Linked DNA regions of Zea mays: all the other regions are linked to region 1. A link is a contact called in public Hi-C data. All regions are on one chromosome and are shown on one strand. Each heading gives the region's core, a stretch centred on a gene start, on an enhancer-like site or on the middle of the called end of the contact. The rest is flanking DNA. Distances are from core to core; before and after follow the strand shown. Region 1 holds the start of LOC100284468 (carbohydrate transporter/ sugar porter/ transporter). Region 2 holds the start of LOC100381481 (MYB transcription factor). Region 3 holds the start of LOC103650011 (transcription factor CSA).

Evidence for each region. Hi-C and Micro-C count contacts between places; a contact is called where the count stands out from the background.
Region 2: a Hi-C map of bundle sheath shows a contact between it and region 1, with 3 times the contacts expected there. The contact joins the promoter of LOC100381481 here to the promoter of LOC100284468 in region 1. A contact is called at or near these places in 6 of 25 Hi-C or Micro-C datasets (bundle sheath, ear, leaf and 2 more).
Region 3: a contact with region 1 is called in a Hi-C map of leaf, with 4 times the contacts expected there. The contact joins the promoter of LOC103650011 here to the promoter of LOC100284468 in region 1. A contact is called at or near these places in 3 of 25 Hi-C or Micro-C datasets (ear, leaf and tassel).

The regions. Positions count from the first base shown.
Region 1 is chr3:43,116,222-43,119,045 of Zm-B73-REFERENCE-NAM-5.0, forward strand. It overlaps LOC100284468 (carbohydrate transporter/ sugar porter/ transporter), which reads left to right and starts at 1,415. Exons shown (of 17, transcript NM_001157363.2): 1 at 1,415-1,966. The coding sequence starts at 1,792.
Region 2 is chr3:43,263,147-43,266,165 of Zm-B73-REFERENCE-NAM-5.0, forward strand. LOC100381481 (MYB transcription factor) reads right to left here and starts at 1,681. Exons shown (of 3, transcript NM_001174317.1): 1 at 1,357-1,681; 2 at 768-1,241; 3 at 102-658. The coding sequence starts at 1,627. The coding sequence ends at 507.
Region 3 is chr3:43,312,909-43,315,863 of Zm-B73-REFERENCE-NAM-5.0, forward strand. It overlaps LOC103650011 (transcription factor CSA), which reads right to left and starts at 1,379. Exons shown (of 2, transcript XM_008675689.4): 1 at 884-1,379; 2 at 1-727. The coding sequence starts at 1,079. The coding sequence ends at 87.

The DNA of each region.
Region 1 (2,824 bases), core at 165-2,664:
GGGAGTAGGTTTGCAAGAATCGAACCTCGGTAAAAAAAATCCGCGTGTCACACTCTTCATTCGCTTGTGATTTGTTTTGCGCCCTCTCTCTCGGACTCGTTTCTTTTTCTAACGCTAACCCGGCTTGTAGTTGTGATTAGTTTTGTAAATTTCAGTTTCGCCCTATTCACCCCCCTCTAGGTAACTTTCAGTACTAAATAGAGTTATATTTTGGAATATATGACTTTAATATTAAAAACCTGCTCCAACATGGATTCTATTTGACAAAAAGATCATCAAATAATTTTAGAATGCGCCATCTGATATTCTAAATATAGGGCCCCATATGCTGGACTTGTATCCTTATTTTGCACGTTGTTTCTAACATTTTATTTTCTAAATAACATGATCTATTTTTTAATAACATGAATACCTATATAGGATTTAATTGTTGGAGTTAGGGATGGCAGTGTGTAAGATAACCAATAGGCACACAAAGCCATACCCATACACATACCCACTACCCTAAACCCTAAATTACGTCATACTCATATCCAACACGGGTAGCGGTATCCATACACACTAATATTAGTAGACATGATCACTTGGACCACAAAAATAACTAACAAACACAAAATGTTGAAACATTATAGCTCATCAGTATTGAAAGATGCTAAAATAGTATATTATCTTTATGCCAGCATGATAAATTCATCGAATCCAACATAAACTTATCACAAGGTCAACAACATTCACCATTAAATATCAACATCATTCAAGCACATGCATGAGAGAGAACAATCTCCTTAATTCTGACCCACATGTCATATGTTAGCGGGTTTTCTATCGAGTAGCGGATACGAGGCAAGAGAGAACATACCCATGTCCACTATGCCCGATGAATATAACCCAATAAAATACTCATGGTATCAAAATTTGTCATACCTGTATTCTAATAGTGTTTTTACCCATCGGATGTCGGTTTTTGTGTACTTATTGCTATCCCTAGTTGGAGCGGTAAATGCTCCTAAACAATTAAAATCAGGTCGTATTGTACTTTTTAGTATTTAAATATAGAACTTTTTATTGGAGCTGTATATCCGCGCGCTCTTTTTTTTTCTTTCTCCTGTCCAGGTTCAATGCAAGCCGGCTGCTCCCGGGCCGCGACCGCGAGAGACCCGAACGCCGGCCCGGCAAAGAGTAGACCAAGCTGCAGCTCGCGTCGCGGATCCAAAACGCACGATAAGCACGCGAAAGCTAACGCCAAGTCGCCCCCCAACGACGGGACGACGGCAACAGCTAGCCACGTTCGCTGGTTGCCTGGCACCGTGGTTCGGATCGGTGTCCGGAGGCCCGATCCCGGCGCGTCGCCGGCGTGACGGGCTGACGGTCCGACGAGAGGACAGAGGCTTTTCACGGTTCCCCGTGTTTCCACGAAGCGCAGAGCGCAGCCATTGATGAGAGCCACGAGGGCGGGCCCCACAGGAGCAGTTCCACGCAGACGCGCACGCCATTTGTTTTTCTTTTTGTGTTTTTGTCCAGCAGCCTACGTAGAGGACGGCAGGCACGCACCGGCACCACCATATAACAGGAGGCGCGTCTCTGCAAGTCTGCACTCGGACGGACGAGCGAGGCAGACCCGCAGGTCGCAGCCACAACCCAAGCGCAGCGCTCTGCCTGCCTCCGCTCCGGCTCAGCTCCCGCCCTGCCTCCGCCTTCCATTCCACCGCGCGGCGCTGCCGAGTGCCGACGTCGTCCCCGCCGGAGTTTCTGGTTCCTGGGTTGGATCTCTCGGAGTCGGAGCGAGCGAGGATGGGCGGCGGCAACGGTGAAACCACCCAGCTGGGGGAGCCACTGCTGGCGAAGAAGGCGAAGGCGTACCGCCCTAGGTGCCCCGGCTGCCGGGTGGACCGCCTCAACGCGGAGCGGGAGGGGGTCTTCCCTCTCAAGGACCTCTTCCTCATCTGGCTCGTCACCATCACCTGCAGTAAGCTACCGCCCGCCACTGCTAGTACCCAAACCCAACCCGTCGCTCCCCTCCCCCCCTTCGTACTACCTTCTTCGTCCTCGTCGTTTTTGCTCTTGTGGAGCACGTACTGTGGCATTTTTCTTCCGGCCACCGCCTTCCTCCGGATGGCTGCAACTGCAAATCACAGGGTTGACTAGGGACCAATTTTTGTTGCCGGCATGCCGCTCGTGCTCGATTCAGCATCTTCGTCGCCGTGGCTGGCGATAAGAGGTTCACGATTCAGCTCTTTGTTCCTTCCAGATTCAGTCTCTGACCAGGCACAGACACTCAGGCAGGCTTGCGTCTGCTAGTGATCCCACCATCGTCCGAGAATAATAATCGGAGTATTCGCAGTGATAAGGAATGAATCCGATGGACCGGGATGCTTAGCGGCCGGTGCTACAGTACTAATAATTTATCACTGGTCAGCTCACCAACCAACAACTTTTTAAGGGGGGCATTCGCCATACGGTGATTGGCGTGTCTCTGGGACTTTCTTTTTGGTGTGTTGGATCAGTAGAGTATCGTATCGTTATGGCTCGCCTGACGGACGGTTCTCATTGGAGTCTCGCACCGTGTCCGTGGCCACTCCAAAATTTGTTTTCTTCCAGATGAATTCCTGCTACCTCTCCAGACTACAGTTCAGCTGCTGAGATGCTATGTCAAATAGTACTATGCATGAAAAATTGGCATAGTATAGTTAACATGCCAATTTTATGCAGAAACCAAAACGCCGTCCAACCTTGACAACCCGCGGCCAAAGCTTGTGCTCGTTTTAGCTTACAGATTCTTGGGTGTTCTAAGCCCCCTTCCAACAATTTGCTCCCCTCAAGCTGA
Region 2 (3,019 bases), core at 431-2,930, 150 kb after region 1:
CTTCTTCTTCATGCAAAGGGGAAGAGAAGTGAGAGGAAAAAGAAAGAAAGGAAAAAGAAAGGCGAGAAATAAATAAATATCCTAGACCAGAACAGAACGGCGCATGAAAAGAATATATATATAGAGAGAGAGAGAGAGGGTGTGAACAGAAGAGGCAAGGCAGCAGAGGATCTGATCTGCCTTCGCCTTGCAGTTTGTGTCGCAACTCGCAAGCGGTTTCTTTCCTTCATCCATGTCAATCTCCCACGCTTGCCCTTGGTGTAGTAGCGCTTGCAACTCGTCTCCCAAGTCCCAACCCAAGCCGAGCAGTCAAATCGCCATACTGTTACTAGCAACGTCAGCGGCAAAAAAAAATCGATGAGGAATTTGTTAGTACTCTGCAGTTCCATCACCATTCTTTCTCCTCTCTCAGGCCATGTTCTTGATCATTAACTGGACCCTAAAGCTAAACTACGCGTCTTTCGGCCCGCCTCCTGTACACCGCCGCGGGGGGCCCCCCTCCCCGATCATGCCGCGCCGACGCCGAGGAAGTCGAAGAAGGGCGGCGACGCCTTGTCGTCGGAGCGTGACTCGCCATGGCGCGCCGACGCCGGCGGCGCGGAGAAGGCGGAGCGCGCGCTGGGCGCGAACGCCGCGGCGCGCGGAGCCGCGTCGTAGCCTGCGGGACGAACGCACGTACGTAGGACATGTGTTGTGAGCACGCCAGGCCGTCACCATCAGAGAGACTGACAGAGCAAAGCATTTGCCGTGCCGTTGTACGTACGTACCACTCTGGTAGAAGCAGGGGGCGGCGGCGGAGCCGAGGGACAGGTCGGTGGTGCAGGTGGACGCGGTCTCGTCGGACTCGCCGCCGCTGTGCGCGCGGGTGTCCGCTGCCGTGTACTGCGCGTGAGCGGCGGCGACGGTGCGCGGAGGCGAGCCGGCGTGGTGCTGGTGGTGGTGGTGGTGGAGGACGACGACGGGCGCCAAGTGCGACGTCGGCGGCGCCGGGTCCGGCGAGGACGAGGGTTTGCGCCGGCGGAGCGCGCCGGTGTGCTCCCGCTGCTTGCGCGCCATGAGGACGTGCCAGTGGTTCTTGACGGCGTTGTCGGTGCGGCCGGGGAAGAGGCGCGCGATGAGCGCCCACTTGTTGCCGTACGCGCGGTGCGCCGCCAGCAGCCGCTCCTCCTCCTCGCCGGAGAAGGCCCGGCGGTTGATCCGCGGGTCCAGCTGGTTGAACCACCGCAGGCGGCAGCTCTTCCCTGCGCGGTGTGTCCATTGTTCCATCAGACAAGAGAGAGACAGAGAGAAGGTCAGGGACACGACGAAGCAAGCAGCAGGCCAGCAGTACCCCGCATTGCGTGCTCGCATTTTTACCTGATCTGCCGTCCAGCCTCTCGGCGATGAGGTTCCAGTTCTGGGGCCCGTACTGCGCGACGAGCTCCTTGAGCTTGGCGTCCTCGGCGGGGCGCCAGTGGCCCCTGGCGCACAGCTTCCCCTGCTGTCCTGCGCCGCAGCCGCCCTCGCCGACGTCGTCGTCCACGTGGTACAGCTCCTCGGCGGCGTCCTGACGCTGCTGCTCCTCGTGGTGGAACGACGCGAGAGCACCCGCCGCCGGCGGCGGAGCAGCAGCGAAGAAGGCGGCCATCCAGGACCGGGTCCGCTGAGGAGGAGAGACTGCAGCAGGAGGGGTGGGGAAGGGAAAGGAAGGGAGGTTGCTGCTGCAAAGGAAGGGAGGCGGGGCTGATATAGGAGGACGCGGACGCCGCGGCAGCGGCGGCTGGCTAATTGATCACACACAACTAAACGTAAACGAGCACAAAATAAACGCTTGCTTGTTTTGGTCTCTACTCTACGTACGGACGTATGTACTACTGACGGACAGTAGGTCTTTTGGATGCCTGCCTTCTTCGAGTGGGAGATGCGATTGGTTTGGTTGCGCTTTCAGGCTTCCCCTGCCCTTTCTTTGAGACTGATGGCCGTGTTGTTCTTGTGTCGTCCTGCAGACGAGAACTGCAGCCAGCCAGAGAGAGAGAGAGAGAGAGGGGGGGGGGGAGACCGGGAGGAGAGAGAGAATTTATACGGATTTGTTTTTTCCGATTGGTGGCCCTGGTGTTCAGGTTCAGAGAGAGGCCGGCCGCTCGTGTGGGTTTGGGGAGTCCAACTCCAACCCCAACCACTACCGAGAGCGGAAGCGCTGTCCCTCCCGGGCTTGACAAAAACCCACCACAGGCGCCGCGCCCTGGTCTCTATCTATGCGCACCCACCCAACCCAACCCTTGACGGTTTGCTCCCGCTTCCCTTCTCTCTATCCTCCTTCGAACCACACCGATCATCTGCCCGCTCTTGCCATTTATTATTAGCACCATCACACCTAAAAACGATGTGCAGAACATTTATTCTTTTTTTGCCGGGGTAGTCACTTAAGAGTGCGAGACGATCTCATCATGTTTTGACATGTACGTAATTCTTTTATAGCAAGAGAGAAGCCACGTGGACCGTGGTACGTGCTAGCGCATATCAAAGGATACGTAACGAGTTCATGAGCTGCCTATAGGAGGAAACTGAGAGGCGCCATGGAAGATGCGGTTCTAATAAACATCATCCGCAAACTAGCTCAAATCGACGGTCGACGTGTTTTTAGACATGTTCGTGTTGAACGAGGCAAAACCATGGACGTTCATTAAGCATTGCATGCCAACCGAAACGCTAGGATTATTGGTCAGCACCAATAAGACCATGCACCTTCGCTTGCACCATAGATCGAAGGAGAAGCTACTAAAAATTAGTCCCTACAAAACAAACATCCCTTTAGACTTTTGAACATGATAATTAAATGATGCAATATAAGTTGAACACTGTGGGTTTATACCGCACGATACTCCATATTGATATTTTTTTTGAAAAAAAAAACTTCTTTCTATAAGATGTGTATGTTTTTTTAAGGTTCAAAGTCTATGTATCTGTTGTGAATAGTGTGACAGTGACTAGATTTTGTTCGTAAATCATGTCTCGTGCACCCCTATTGACAGGTGGGACC
Region 3 (2,955 bases), core at 129-2,628, 200 kb after region 1:
CGGTAAAAGACTCCTTTTTTTTTGTCGAGAACGTGAGCCTGGCTTCGTAGTTCATCCTGATCAGTGTTCACTGGGGCTACGATCGATCACGTCGCGCCAACGCCCAGGAAGTCGAAGAAGGGCAGGGCGGCGAGCTTTCCACATCCGCCGCCGTCGGAAGCCGCTGCAGGCGACGGAACGGAGCGAAGCATGATGCAGCGCAGCAGTGGCGAGGCCGAGGAGGAGCCGAGGAGGCACGCGCACGTCGTGCCGTCGCACGAGCTCTGGCTCTGGCGCCGGCGGTGGAAGTGGAAGCAGGGGACGGCGGCGGCGCACACGGAGCCTAGGGAGGAGAGGTCGGTGCCGGAGGAGGTGGACGACGCGGACTCGTCGGACCCGCCGCCGTCGCCGTCGCCGTCGCCGCACGAGCGGGGTCGGGTGGCCTTGCCGGCGCAGAACGGCAGAGGAGATGGTGCACGGTGGTGGTGGGCGGCGGGTGACGACGAGGAGGGCTTGCGTCGGCGCGGCGGCGCGCCGGTCCGCTCCCGCTGCCTGCGCGCCGTGAGGACGTGCCAGTGGTTCTTGACGGCGTTGTCGGTGCGGCCTGGGAAGAGGCGCGCGATGAGCGCCCACTTGTTGCCGTGGGCGCGGTGCGCCGCCACCAGCCGCTGCTCCTCCGCCGCCGAGAACGGGCGGCGGTTGACCCGCGGGTCCAGCTGGTTGAACCACCGCAGCCGGCAGCTTTTCCCTGCTCCGCCAATATTCCGTCAGTGCGTTGCGTGCGTGCGTCGACCCACCGCCGATCAGGGATTAATAAAAAAACAACAAAAAAAAACGCAAATGGGGTTCTAGCTCCGGAGGGGACAAAAACACATCGCGATGAAGACCGATAAACTCTTCACACCTGATCTGCCGTGGAGTTTGCTGGCGATGAGGTTCCAGTTCTTGGGGCCGTACAGCGCCACGAGGTCCTTGAGCTTGGCATCCTCGGCTGGCCGCCAGTGGCCTCTCGCGTGCCCAGCGCGGCTGTCGTCATGGCCGTGGGTCTCTTGTGCCTCATGGAGCGCAGACAGAGCGGCGGCCACCGGTGGAGCGGCCATTTGGGACCTAGTCGCAGTCGCAGACGGAGGAGAGTGGTGGAGTAGAGTGCTGCAAAGTTTAGATGGCGGATCTTGCAGAGCGTTGCTAGCTCTCTCTGTCAGCTTGTGTTGGATGGACGAGTGCCTAGCCTTTTAGAGAGATGGACATGGCAATGGGCCGGGATCATTGTAGGCTCAAACTTGCCTTGCCTGCCCAGGAAGGACTGGAGTGAGCGAGACTGGCGTGGATGGGTCCAGGACCAGGTTGAGACCTGAGAGCAGAGGCCGCTCGTGTGGGTTTGGCAGTCTCCTGCTTCAACCTGGCCAGTACGGCAGTACCACTAGCGCGGGCCAGAGGGCCTCTAGGGATGGAATGGAACTCTCTTGTCCTCACATTGACAAACCTACCAGAAACCCCGTTCTCGCTTCAGCCACGACATAGGATAGGAGCCCCCGATTTGTATCCTCCATCCAACCACATTGGTCATCTGCCCCTTGTTATAATTAGCACCAAAATGATCACGCTGATAGCATCCAAGGACACAGAGTCATGAGTTCAGTATGTGCATCTTGGCCAGAGCCAAACTAGGCAGCAGCTCGTTCTCCCACCGTTACAAAAATGTTCTTTTGGTTTTGACCAATCTAATGCACTGCCAAATTAAGATTCATTCGAATATATCTTGACATTTTTACTTAATTGGTACTATAGACGCTAATGTATATTTCTCGAAACCCAGTCAGAGCTAGAGATTTCTAACTTAGGTCTTGTTTAGGAGCAAGAGAAATGGAGGGGGATGGTGGGCTAGAATCTCTCACTATTCAATCAATAACCTACTCCATTAAGAACACTATATATGCTTTGATATTACACACTTTTTCCATTGTTGAACTTAAATAAACATAAAATTCTAGATATGCCACTTTTGCATATAGAAAACATGATCACTATTTATAACTACGTGTCTTGCTTTTATTCTTGGGGTGTCTTCGATAGATAGGAGAGTTGCTGAAGACGACCTTACCACGGCTATCCTACAGTACAAAGGAGCCCTTACGACTATGAGTCTACTTAGGTTAGGGCCAAAGGCAACACCACGTTAGAGTTGCATGGTGCACAGGCACCACGGCAATTGCAAATTTTATTAATAAATTGGTTCATGTTTGTCATATATGATATGAATATTTATATATTGCTTTGGTGGTGCACCACGTTGATTTGATTGCTAGCTTCGCCTCTGGTTAGGGCAGGTGCCCAACACATGATAATTGTTGGATTTTTTATAGGCTTGATCCATTTATTCAATAAATTATATGGTGTGTAATGGTGGAGAATACCACTAGTACCATATTGGAAGTTCAATGGTCGTTGGCTTGACTTATATGGTGAGAATTATTCCACTTAATTTGAGAAGTCAAGAAACGAACAAGGGCGTGCCACGCGCGCGCGCCGCCGGCTGGGCCGGGCGTGGCGTGGTGGGCAGGCAGCGAGCGGGCGTGGTATTGCCCGTCTCTTGAACTGCCGCATGCGACCCTTCTCCTTCAGCTTCCCTTCCACGAAAGATTAAGTAGGGGAGAACTCCTGTCATTTGGTACAGAATCACGGTCCAGCCGCAAGTGTGGGTATTCCCATCTCGTAACTCTGCGCGCACAGAGGAGCGAGAGGGCAGGTGCCTCCGAAGCCCTTGCCGTTCGAGACCTTGCACAGGGGATCGACAATTAGGTTTTTGGGGAGTGTCTACGCGACTGCCCAACATCCGTCGTTGTCTTCATCACAAACATCTTCTTCTTCCTGGCGTCTTCATTTCGTACGGATGATAAGAGAAGTTGGACAAGGATCAGGATCCTCGGAGCGCATGGGAGGGTATGATCAATTCAGTTTCTTACTGTTTTACGTTCT